Regions from separate parts of the Zea mays genome. Here all the other regions are linked to region 1. The links are chromatin contacts, called in public Hi-C maps. All regions are on one chromosome and are shown on one strand. The core of a region is the stretch at or near the end of the contact, and the rest is flanking DNA. Distances in the headings are between cores, read along the strand shown.

Evidence for each region. Hi-C and Micro-C count contacts between places; a contact is called where the count stands out from the background.
Region 2: a Hi-C map of endosperm shows a contact between it and region 1, with 5 times the contacts expected there. The contact joins the promoter of LOC541990 here to the promoter of LOC100191808 in region 1. A contact is called at or near these places in 5 of 25 Hi-C or Micro-C datasets (bundle sheath, ear, endosperm and 2 more).
Region 3: a Hi-C map of ear shows a contact between it and region 1, with 2.8 times the contacts expected there. The contact joins the promoter of LOC107403161 here to the promoter of LOC100191808 in region 1. A contact is called at or near these places in 4 of 25 Hi-C or Micro-C datasets (ear, leaf, leaf mesophyll and 1 more).

What each region holds. Positions count from the first base shown.
Region 1 is chr3:157,502,861-157,505,963 of Zm-B73-REFERENCE-NAM-5.0, forward strand. It overlaps LOC100191808, which reads left to right and starts at 1,420. Exons shown (of 3, transcript NM_001153668.2): 1 at 1,420-1,684; 2 at 1,916-1,991; 3 at 2,270-3,103. The coding sequence starts at 1,655.
Region 2 is chr3:157,123,256-157,126,234 of Zm-B73-REFERENCE-NAM-5.0, forward strand. LOC541990 (Glutathione transferase III(b)) reads left to right here and starts at 1,351. Exons shown (of 3, transcript NM_001111641.2): 1 at 1,351-1,634; 2 at 1,720-1,768; 3 at 2,020-2,913. The coding sequence starts at 1,485. The coding sequence ends at 2,486. LOC100272812 (WD repeat-containing protein domain phosphoinositide-interacting protein 3) reads left to right here. Exons shown (of 4, transcript NM_001147265.2): 3 at 1-49; 4 at 142-604. The coding sequence ends at 232.
Region 3 is chr3:157,017,671-157,020,764 of Zm-B73-REFERENCE-NAM-5.0, forward strand. It overlaps LOC107403161 (Protein SRC2-like protein), which reads left to right and starts at 1,763. Exons shown (of 1, transcript NM_001321443.1): 1 at 1,763-2,952. The coding sequence starts at 1,781. The coding sequence ends at 2,746.

The sequences.
Region 1 (3,103 bases), core at 170-2,669:
TTTTTTTTGAAAAAATGGCATCCATAACCAAATAAAGGCAGCCATATTTTAGCTAGGTCTCCTCCCACGTCCCTGCAAACACACAAAAACGAATTCCAGATCACTCCAGAACTCACCTTTTGCAAATACGGTGCGTCGTCGAAAATTAAAAAGGCTTCTTCCTCCCGGGCCGGGACGTGGAATCGATGCTTTCTTCTCCATGGGAAACTGAAGAAAGCGCGACACCACGCCACGCCACGCCACACCACACCACACCACACCACACGAGGCGCTTTGTGACGAGGCAGCAGCGGAACAAACTCTTCCTCTGCACGCACGGCGGGCGGGCAAACGAAACCCATAACAGCTTAACAAGATGCACTTGCATCGCGTTGCATGCAGTGGCCAATCTTTCCTCTGGTGTTTCGCGGGCGGCCGGCGACTGGCGTGACGACGGAGGTGGAGGCCGGCCACCACTAACCGTACCCTCGGTTGCATTGCATGAGAGCTGCAGTGAAGAAGCTAGCCATCATCATGGCCCATGCATGCATGATTGCATGGGAGGGGTTGTCGTAATAATCCTGCTGACCATGGGAGGGGAGGGGAGGGAACAAATAGAATGACACTTTGTTTGTAGTCGTCTTCCTCCTCTTTGTCATCTTGTGTTTCGTCGTCGTTGTATTTTTTTTTTCATCGCCGTCATCTCCTTCGTCAGCGATCGAGTTGCTGCTGCCTGCCTTGCTTCGCTTTTGCTTGTTTCCATTCACAAGTGAAAAACGTACTACTACGTTATGAAGAAAAAGGCTTTGTGTTACTAAAAGCACGCCTCGTATATATTTTTGTTTCCTTTCTTTTGGTTATATAATTCTATGGTTCCAAGGCAAGAGCATGCATGCGTCGACAAGAGAGAGAGAGCATATAATATGGCTAGCTAGCGGTTTTTGTATGGTGCCATGCCAAAGTCCAAACCAAAGACCTACACATACCAGCACAACTAAATCTCCAGATGAAGAATCCAAATCCACGTGCTGCACGGATCTAAATTGTTGCCCAATGACGCCTCCTGCTGGGTCTCACGGAAAAGAAAACAGGAGGAGCTAGGAGGAGGAGGAGGAGGAGAAGGAAGGTGAAGAGCGGCACAGCAGGAAAAATCTCTTTAGTTGTAGCTCAGTTGAGCAAGACAGCAACAACAATTAGCAAAAGTGCAAAAAGAAAGAAAGAAAAAGCCGCTTTAGTTGGCATCATGACTACACAGTGTTGTAGTACAGCTCATGATGAGCTCCGAAAGAAAGAAAGGAAGAAGAAGACGACTAGGACTAGCACTAGTGAACCATGCATGGATGTCCACCTCCATACGCTTGGTCTCACTTTCACGGCCATCTTTACCTCCTCCCAAAGCCAGCCAGCCAGCCTCTCCAAGAGCGTGGTGCGTCCATTCATTTGTTAAAGCCACCAAAGGTGTTCAGCAGCTCAGCTCAGCACTATTCGTTCGTTCTCCGTATATATGGCGGTTGCTTCGATTCCTTTCACTCGTTGTTATCACTACTAAACTAGTGCGGGGTATAAAGCTCTCTCCCTCCGCGCTTCCGATCAGTTCACGACGACTCCAGGTCCAGGAGGGGCGCACTTGACTTTCCCCTCCTCCTCCTGCGAGCACCTTCCTCGCCTCGCTCTCATGGCCTCATCAGAGCCTATAGAGTGCCAGGTACCAATGTTCTCTCCTCTTCTCTCTTTAATCTCTTTCCCTGGACCCGATCGAGTTCCAGTTCTGGTACATGTTTGCAGAGCGCGCAATTGGTCTTCTTCTTCAGCTTGTCTGATTCCTGTTCCAGCGGTCCAGCCACTGTTTTTATTTTCTTCATCTTCTTCTTCTTTCTGTTTGATTCTTCTTCTTCTCAGCGATCCGTCTGTGACTGTGTGTCCTGTTTTAATTCAGGTTGTGGCGCTGAGGGTGTCGATTCACTGCCAAGGATGCAAGAAGAAGGTGAAGAAGGTGCTCCAGAACATCAGCGGTACGCGTCGCACGCTCTTAGCTAGCGGGTCTTTCAGTTTACCACCCACACGTCGTAGCTTGGCATTGTCCAAGGCCTTGCTTACACAGCTCCTTGCCTTCGATTGCAGCACCTACTCAGCACTAGTACATGCCTTTTTTTTTTTGCAAGCAATTGCCGGCCTCGTTCTTGTTTTTTTTCTAATCGGTAAAATAACGAAACAAAGTCGATGGCAAGTCTCTGGGACAGTTTGATCGGGTGAAGGTGCTGAGTTTGTGTTGTTTTTGATCCTGTTCAAGGCGTGTACCGATGCGAAATCGATGCCCGGAGCAACAAGGTCGTGGCGACGGTCTCGACGGAGCTCGACCCCTACATGCTGGTCGCCAAGCTGCGCAAGTCCGGCAAGCAGGCGGAGCTGTGGCCGGAGCAGCCGGTGCAGCAGCAGGAGCAGCCGGCACCAGTACCACCAGCTGAGAGCCAAAGGCAGGAGGAGCCCAAGAACAACCAGCCTGCGGAGCCGGGCCGACCCAGCGAACCTGCCGAGGAGCGCGGCGCCGCCGCCGACACGGCCGAGGCCGCCGCGGCGGAGCCGAGCAACCCGCTACCTTCGCCGCCGGAGCCCAAGCCGAGCGCCGGCGGAGGAGAGGCCCCGAATCCGGCGGCCCAGGACAGCAAAGAAAACGCCAGCGCCGACGACGTCGGCGGCGGCGACGATACGGCCGCGGCACCGGCACCGGCGCAGCAAGGACCCAGCGAGGCGAAGGGGAAAGCGAAATCGAAGCAGCATACGGCGGAGATGGAGGAGAGGCAGCCCGTGGACGCCAGAGTGACTGTGGAGTACGACCACCGAGGCGTCGGTGGGGGCTACGTGAGCCGCATGCCGCCGCCGGCAGTCATGAGCTACAACCAGGTGCGCCCGAGCGTGAGCGCGTCCTACTACGCCCCCGCCCCGGCTCCGGCGCCGGCGCCGATGCCGATGGGGAGGCCCGGGCCGTCGCAGGGCTACATCGACGAGCACTACACGCCGTCTTACAGCAGCAGTAGCAACAACTACTACTCCTCCAACCGGTCGCCGGCGTACGAGCCGTACTACTACAGCGCTCCGCAGCCGGCGCCGTATAGCTACCAGTACC
Region 2 (2,979 bases), core at 101-2,600, 380 kb before region 1:
CATTTGGACATGAGAAGAATACTGTGGCAGTCGTTGGCATGGATGGAAGGTGATAACATGGAACATAACATTCGCTCTCTACAACAATAAGCGCTGTAGCTAAATCTAAATATTTCTTCTTTCCCCCCAATGGTTTTGCAGCTTCTACAGATGCCGGTTTGATCCAGTCAACGGAGGAGAAATGCTGCAGCTGGATTGCTACAGTTTCCTGAAACCGTCGGATCAACCGTAGTCACTAGTCCGTAGCAACGCAACATACTGTCAGCATCACCCTCAATCTATTCATGCCCACTACCGCGGTACCAGGATTGTACATTATCTTTGTGTGCCTTCGTTGACTCGTGGGTTTAGCAAAAATAATAATAGTTTATTTGTAAATATATATTTCTTGTTGGCTCTGCTGTTTGTTCTGCGGAAGGCCTAAATCACCCGTCTGCAGACGAACGTAGTAGAATGCATCGTTATTTATTTCATGAATAAAATAAAGTAGCCTAATAATGTTGTCTTAGCGTGGTGAATAAGTTAGGCTAGCGTTGTATTTTTTTTTTGCCCTTGCCTTTTAGGATAAAATATTGTCGGTATGCCTAACTATTCTGTCCTTGTGTTTGATTGGTTGGTTGCGCTGTGATCCTTATAATAGTAATGTTTCGTCTTCATGCGAATCATCATCCGCATCCGCTCTCCCAAGCCCCCAACCACCACCACACGGCTGGCGGTTCGTCGCTTCACCACACAGCACACGTCGTCCGTTCTTTTATTTGTTATCCTTGACCTGATGACTCAATGTCCATGCCCGTAACGCCTTGCACCTACCCCCACCGCTGCTGGCCTTGCATCTCGGGGTGAATCGGGTGATTCAGTATACATATACTGCTTCAGAATTCTCTGCGGAGGACTAGAAACGTGTCTATATTTTACATTCTATACTTAAATATAAAAAGAAAACATAGCAAGCATCTTGCCAGTTAGTCTAGGATATCGCTCAATTACAAAACCAAATATGGTCCTTACATAACTTGTACACGTAGCCTTCTTGATCAGAAATCGACATGGCAATGCGATTTTTAACACGATAAACCCATTGGCGTCTCCATTTATAACGTGCGTCCGTCAAGGCAGCTTCGTTTCGGGTCTCCTTTTCGGGACACTACAGGAAAACAGATCTGGTAATCTATGCGCCGATTTTTAACATGAGAACCCATCGGCATCTCGATTTCCAAGGCAGATTTCCTTTCTACCTTCCGCCTCATGGAGATGCAATGCAACGGCAATTTGCGCCATTTTATTAGAAATTGCGGTGGCGCAATTAAATATATCGCGGCTGCCCCTGTCGCCCCCGCCCGTCCGCCTCCTTCGTCAGCTGGCAGCTGCTATAATAAGGAAGGAAGAAGATAACGGAGGGCAAGGAAACTCGCTCCCACTCTACTCCTATCCACTGCGGCCTGGACGCGTGCGAGAGACTTGACCAAGCAGCAGCAGCAGGGATGGCGCCTCTGAAGCTGTACGGGATGCCGCTGTCCCCCAACGTGGTGCGCGTGGCCACCGTGCTCAACGAGAAGGGCCTCGACTTCGAGATCGTCCCCGTCGACCTCACCACCGGCGCCCACAAGCAGCCCGACTTCCTCGCCCTCAACGTGCGTCATGTTCATGCGTCTTTCCTCTCTCTCTGCTAATTTAGCTTGCGCCTGATCTGTGTGGCTCCCTCTTTCGTCCGAACAGCCTTTCGGCCAGATCCCGGCTCTCGTCGACGGAGACGAAGTCCTCTTCGGTAAACTCCCCCGCCTCTGTTTTTACTGATAATAATTCTTCGTCGCGGTTGATTATTGTTATGAAATTAAATAACGTACGAGATCTAGATCCAGATCTAGGAGCAGTAATCTCTGGATTTTTTTTTCAATTTTTTTTTTTAAAAAAATGAACCTTATCCCTGTTGTGTTGACCACTCGGATTTCTGTGCTGAACTGTCCTAAGAACTCAATAGCTGTCGTGTCGTGTAAGAACCGCAATCTCGCGTTGCAGAGTCCCGTGCGATCAACCGGTACATCGCCAGCAAGTACGCGTCGGAGGGCACGGACCTGCTCCCCGCGACGGCGTCGGCGGCGAAGCTGGAGGTGTGGCTAGAGGTGGAGTCGCACCACTTCTACCCGAACGCGTCGCCGCTGGTGTTCCAGCTGCTCGTGAGGCCGCTCCTGGGCGGCGCCCCCGACGCGGCGGTGGTGGACAAGCACGCGGAGCAGCTCGCCAAGGTGCTCGACGTGTACGAGGCGCACCTCGCCCGCAACAAGTACCTCGCCGGGGACGAGTTCACGCTCGCCGACGCCAACCACGCGTCCTACCTGCTCTACCTCAGCAAGACCCCCAAGGCCGGGCTCGTCGCCGCCCGCCCCCACGTCAAGGCCTGGTGGGAGGCCATCGTCGCCCGCCCCGCGTTCCAGAAGACCGTCGCCGCCATCCCCTTGCCCCCGCCGCCCTCCTCCTCGGCTTGACCTCGCCTTGCGTTGCGCCGTTGCCTGGGTCGCGGATGCGTCGGAGCCCCGAGTCGAATAAAAGAGGCAGCATCCTGTCTTGCATTTGCTGCTGCGCCATGTGTTAACAGCCTGTGTAATAAACACTGTTGCTTTCGTGTGTGTTCATTGCCTTTTGGTTGGTCTTTGCATATCCTACTAGTGCTGATCTTTTTGTGAAGCTTGGATTGGATGGACGCGTTTTCTTCACCGTAATTCCCTTCTTCCTGAGCGACGTGACTGTTGATTCGAACAACAACAAAATTTTCGGCCCACAACCGCAAGGCCCGTTCCTACGACTCACCTGTTGGGTTTGGGTTACAGTTAAGGCCTTCCTCTTGGATGAATTTATATCCCATATCTAATTCTATGGTGGGATTAAATCCATCATTTAATTCATGTATCTCTCAAAACTAGTTATTTTTTGATCCATACATTCTAATTTAAACTCGTGCAATATCCTTATAAAGATTTG
Region 3 (3,094 bases), core at 513-3,012, 480 kb before region 1:
TTATGGCTGACAGTACCTCTTATTTCATCAAGGAAGAGACTGGTCCCGAGAAAATGCTTACATGTGAAACTCGGATTAGACTGTTTAATATGTATTCAATAGGCTGACGATAAGTATGAGTTTGCGGACTTTTCAGTTTGTGTCTTTCCCCATATACAGATGGTAGGAAAAATCAAGAACTATTGAGGTAGGGTCTTGACAACTTCTTGCTTATCCTCTTGATCATACCAGTTCTTTTGATCTATGAATTTGTACCGCCTTTTCATTTATTTCACTGATGTAACCTCCCTCTTGATTGGCAGGTTGAAGTGGCTGAAGAGCCAAAAGGTGAAGAGGCAAAGGGTTGATGAAGCTTCACTTAAGAGGTTGTTAGCAAATCATGGGATTTCTTGTTGAAGTATGGGCTCTTGTTAAATTGCAATGGTAATTCCATACTTAAATTTTAATGATAATTCCATACCCTTCAATCAGTTTGATATTGAATTTTCTTTTCCTTGTGCCAGTAAGTTCATGCAAAAAATGGACTCAAAGATCCTATAAAGAAAGGCACTTGATCTTTGTATCTTACATGAGTTTGTTTATAAATAAAGTTGTATCTAAAGTCTAAACTTCGATGATCTATGAAAGACCGTTCTTGGTTTTTGTTTTTAAATAAAGTCTACTTATATGATATATATAAATCGTAGCAACGCACGAACATCTAACTATATATCTTAAAAGTTATGAGACTATTACAAAGTTCTAGAGGCCAATTAATTTTGATTTACAACACAACACATGACCATACGTATGTTATTATTGTACTTTTTCCGTTGCAACGCACGGGCACTTATCTAGTACTACTTATGTTCCAAAATTATTATTCGTTTTAGTTCTTTATTTTTATGTCTATATTTAAATAGTAGTGAAAATATACACTTATATAAAATATATATTAATTATTGTATAAATATATTAAAATTATAGAATAAATTTTAATTTGGGACAAAATTACGATGTTCTGGACAAAATGGAATAAGCATACTGTGCGAAGAAAACCATAGCGACGGACGAGCAGCGTCGTCGACGCGTGGAAAGATCCCTCCGGCAAACGGCGAAGGCGATCTTTCTTTTTTCGCAAGAGAATCGCCGGCGCTACCACAACTGACGGCTGAGATTCGCTGAGAACCACGCCACACTGGCGTTGGTCAATGCGCAGAAACGTCGCCACTTGGGATATTACACAAACAGCACTGAGACACCGACAAGGTGGCCCAACGGCACTGAGCAAAAGAAACGGTCCCATTCCTTCGGCGCCTTTGGCAACCGATCCGCGTGTTGCGGTGCGGTCGCAAAGCGCCACAGAGTAAGCCCAGACACACCCTGAGACCACGCGTCATACATGCTACACTCTCCTCTTCTCATCCGCGTGTAAGGAAACCGCTGACCTCCATCACACACGGGGGTCTAGATTCTAGAAGTACCTGCAAGCCACCAAAGGTTTCACTGACATACAGTCCCATGTTACTTGGACCCACCAGTCATGCAGAAGGCAAAGTATCCGCGTTCAAGAAATGTCCTAGCAGCCTCCTCCGAGCTCCGATCCCCTCCCTAGCATAAACACGAGCCTTGTGTCGTGGAAACAATCTCAAGTCATCGATTCATCCAGCACAAGCAGCATCACACAAAACCGATCAATCTCGCAGAGGGAGAACCAACCAATCCATCATCTATCTCGACTCTCTCGCGTCTCCGCCGGATCCAAACAAGAAAAAAAGTGCCCACCCGCGAGCTCCCGGCCATGGCGACGACGCGGCCGCTGGAGCTGACACTGATCTCGGCCAAGGACCTCAAGGACGTGAACCTGCTATCCAAGATGGAGGTCTACGCCGTGGCTTCGCTCTCTGGCGACCCCCGGTCGCGGCAGCGGATCCAGGCCGACCGCGCCGGCGGCCGCAACCCTACCTGGAACGCCACGCTCCGCTTCGCCGTCCCGGCAACCGGCGCCTCCTCCTCCCTCCACATCCTCCTCCGCGCCGAGCGCGCCCTCGGCGACCGCGACGTCGGTGAGGTCCACATCCCGCTCTCCGAGCTCCTCTCCGGCGCCCCCGACGGCCCCGTCCCCGCCAAGTTTGTCGCCTACCAGGTCCGCAAGATCTCCTCGGGCAAGCCCCAGGGAGTCCTCAACCTGTCGTACAGGCTCGGCGAGGTCACCCAGACGACAGGCGCCAACGGCTACGCCCCCGCCCAGGCCGCCTACACCCAGGCCGCTGCGTACCCGCCTACCTCCGCGTACCAGCCACCGTCCGGCAAGGCCGACACGTACCCGCCTCCTTCAGGCAAGGCCGACGCGTACCCGCCTCCTGCCGCATACCCGCCGGCAGCCAAGGCCGACGGGTACCCACCTCCGGGCGGCGCGTACCCGCCTGCGGCAGGCAAGCCGGCCAAGGCGGGCGAGCCGGTGACGGCCTACCCTGCCGCCGGTCCCAGCACGGCGGCGCCCTACGCCGCTCCTCCGTCGCAGTACGGCGGTTACGGGTACCCGCCACCGCAGGCCGCCGCGTACGGGTACCCGCCACCGCCACAGGCCGGGTACGGGTATCAGCAGCAGCCCAAGAAGAAGAACAACTTCGGGATGGGGCTCGGCGCCGGGCTGCTGGGTGGCGCCGTCGGGGGCCTTCTGGTCGGGGACATGATCTCGGATTCGTCGGCGTATGATGCCGGCTACGACGCCGGGTTCGACGACGGCGGTGGCTTCGATTTCTAGAGCAGCGCAGTGGTGACGTGATACCGCGCATCTGAGAGACGAGTTCTTTCGTCTTGGATCTGACTTTGTGACTTCTTTCGCTTTATACGCGATCTGATTGTTAGGACGAAATCAAATTATGCATCTTATATCTGATACACTGCATGTTATTGATATGATACTGGAAGCGTGACATTATATGAATGGCACACAGTTTTCTTTTGTTCAGATTGGCGCCTGCTTCCGAAGTTTCTGATGGTCTGACGTCTGATCGATTGGAGTGTGTGTTGACCAAACATTTTTACTGAGATTTTGAGGGACAGTTTCATATTTGCGCTTGCTTGCGAAGTTGCCTGTACGTGTTGATGA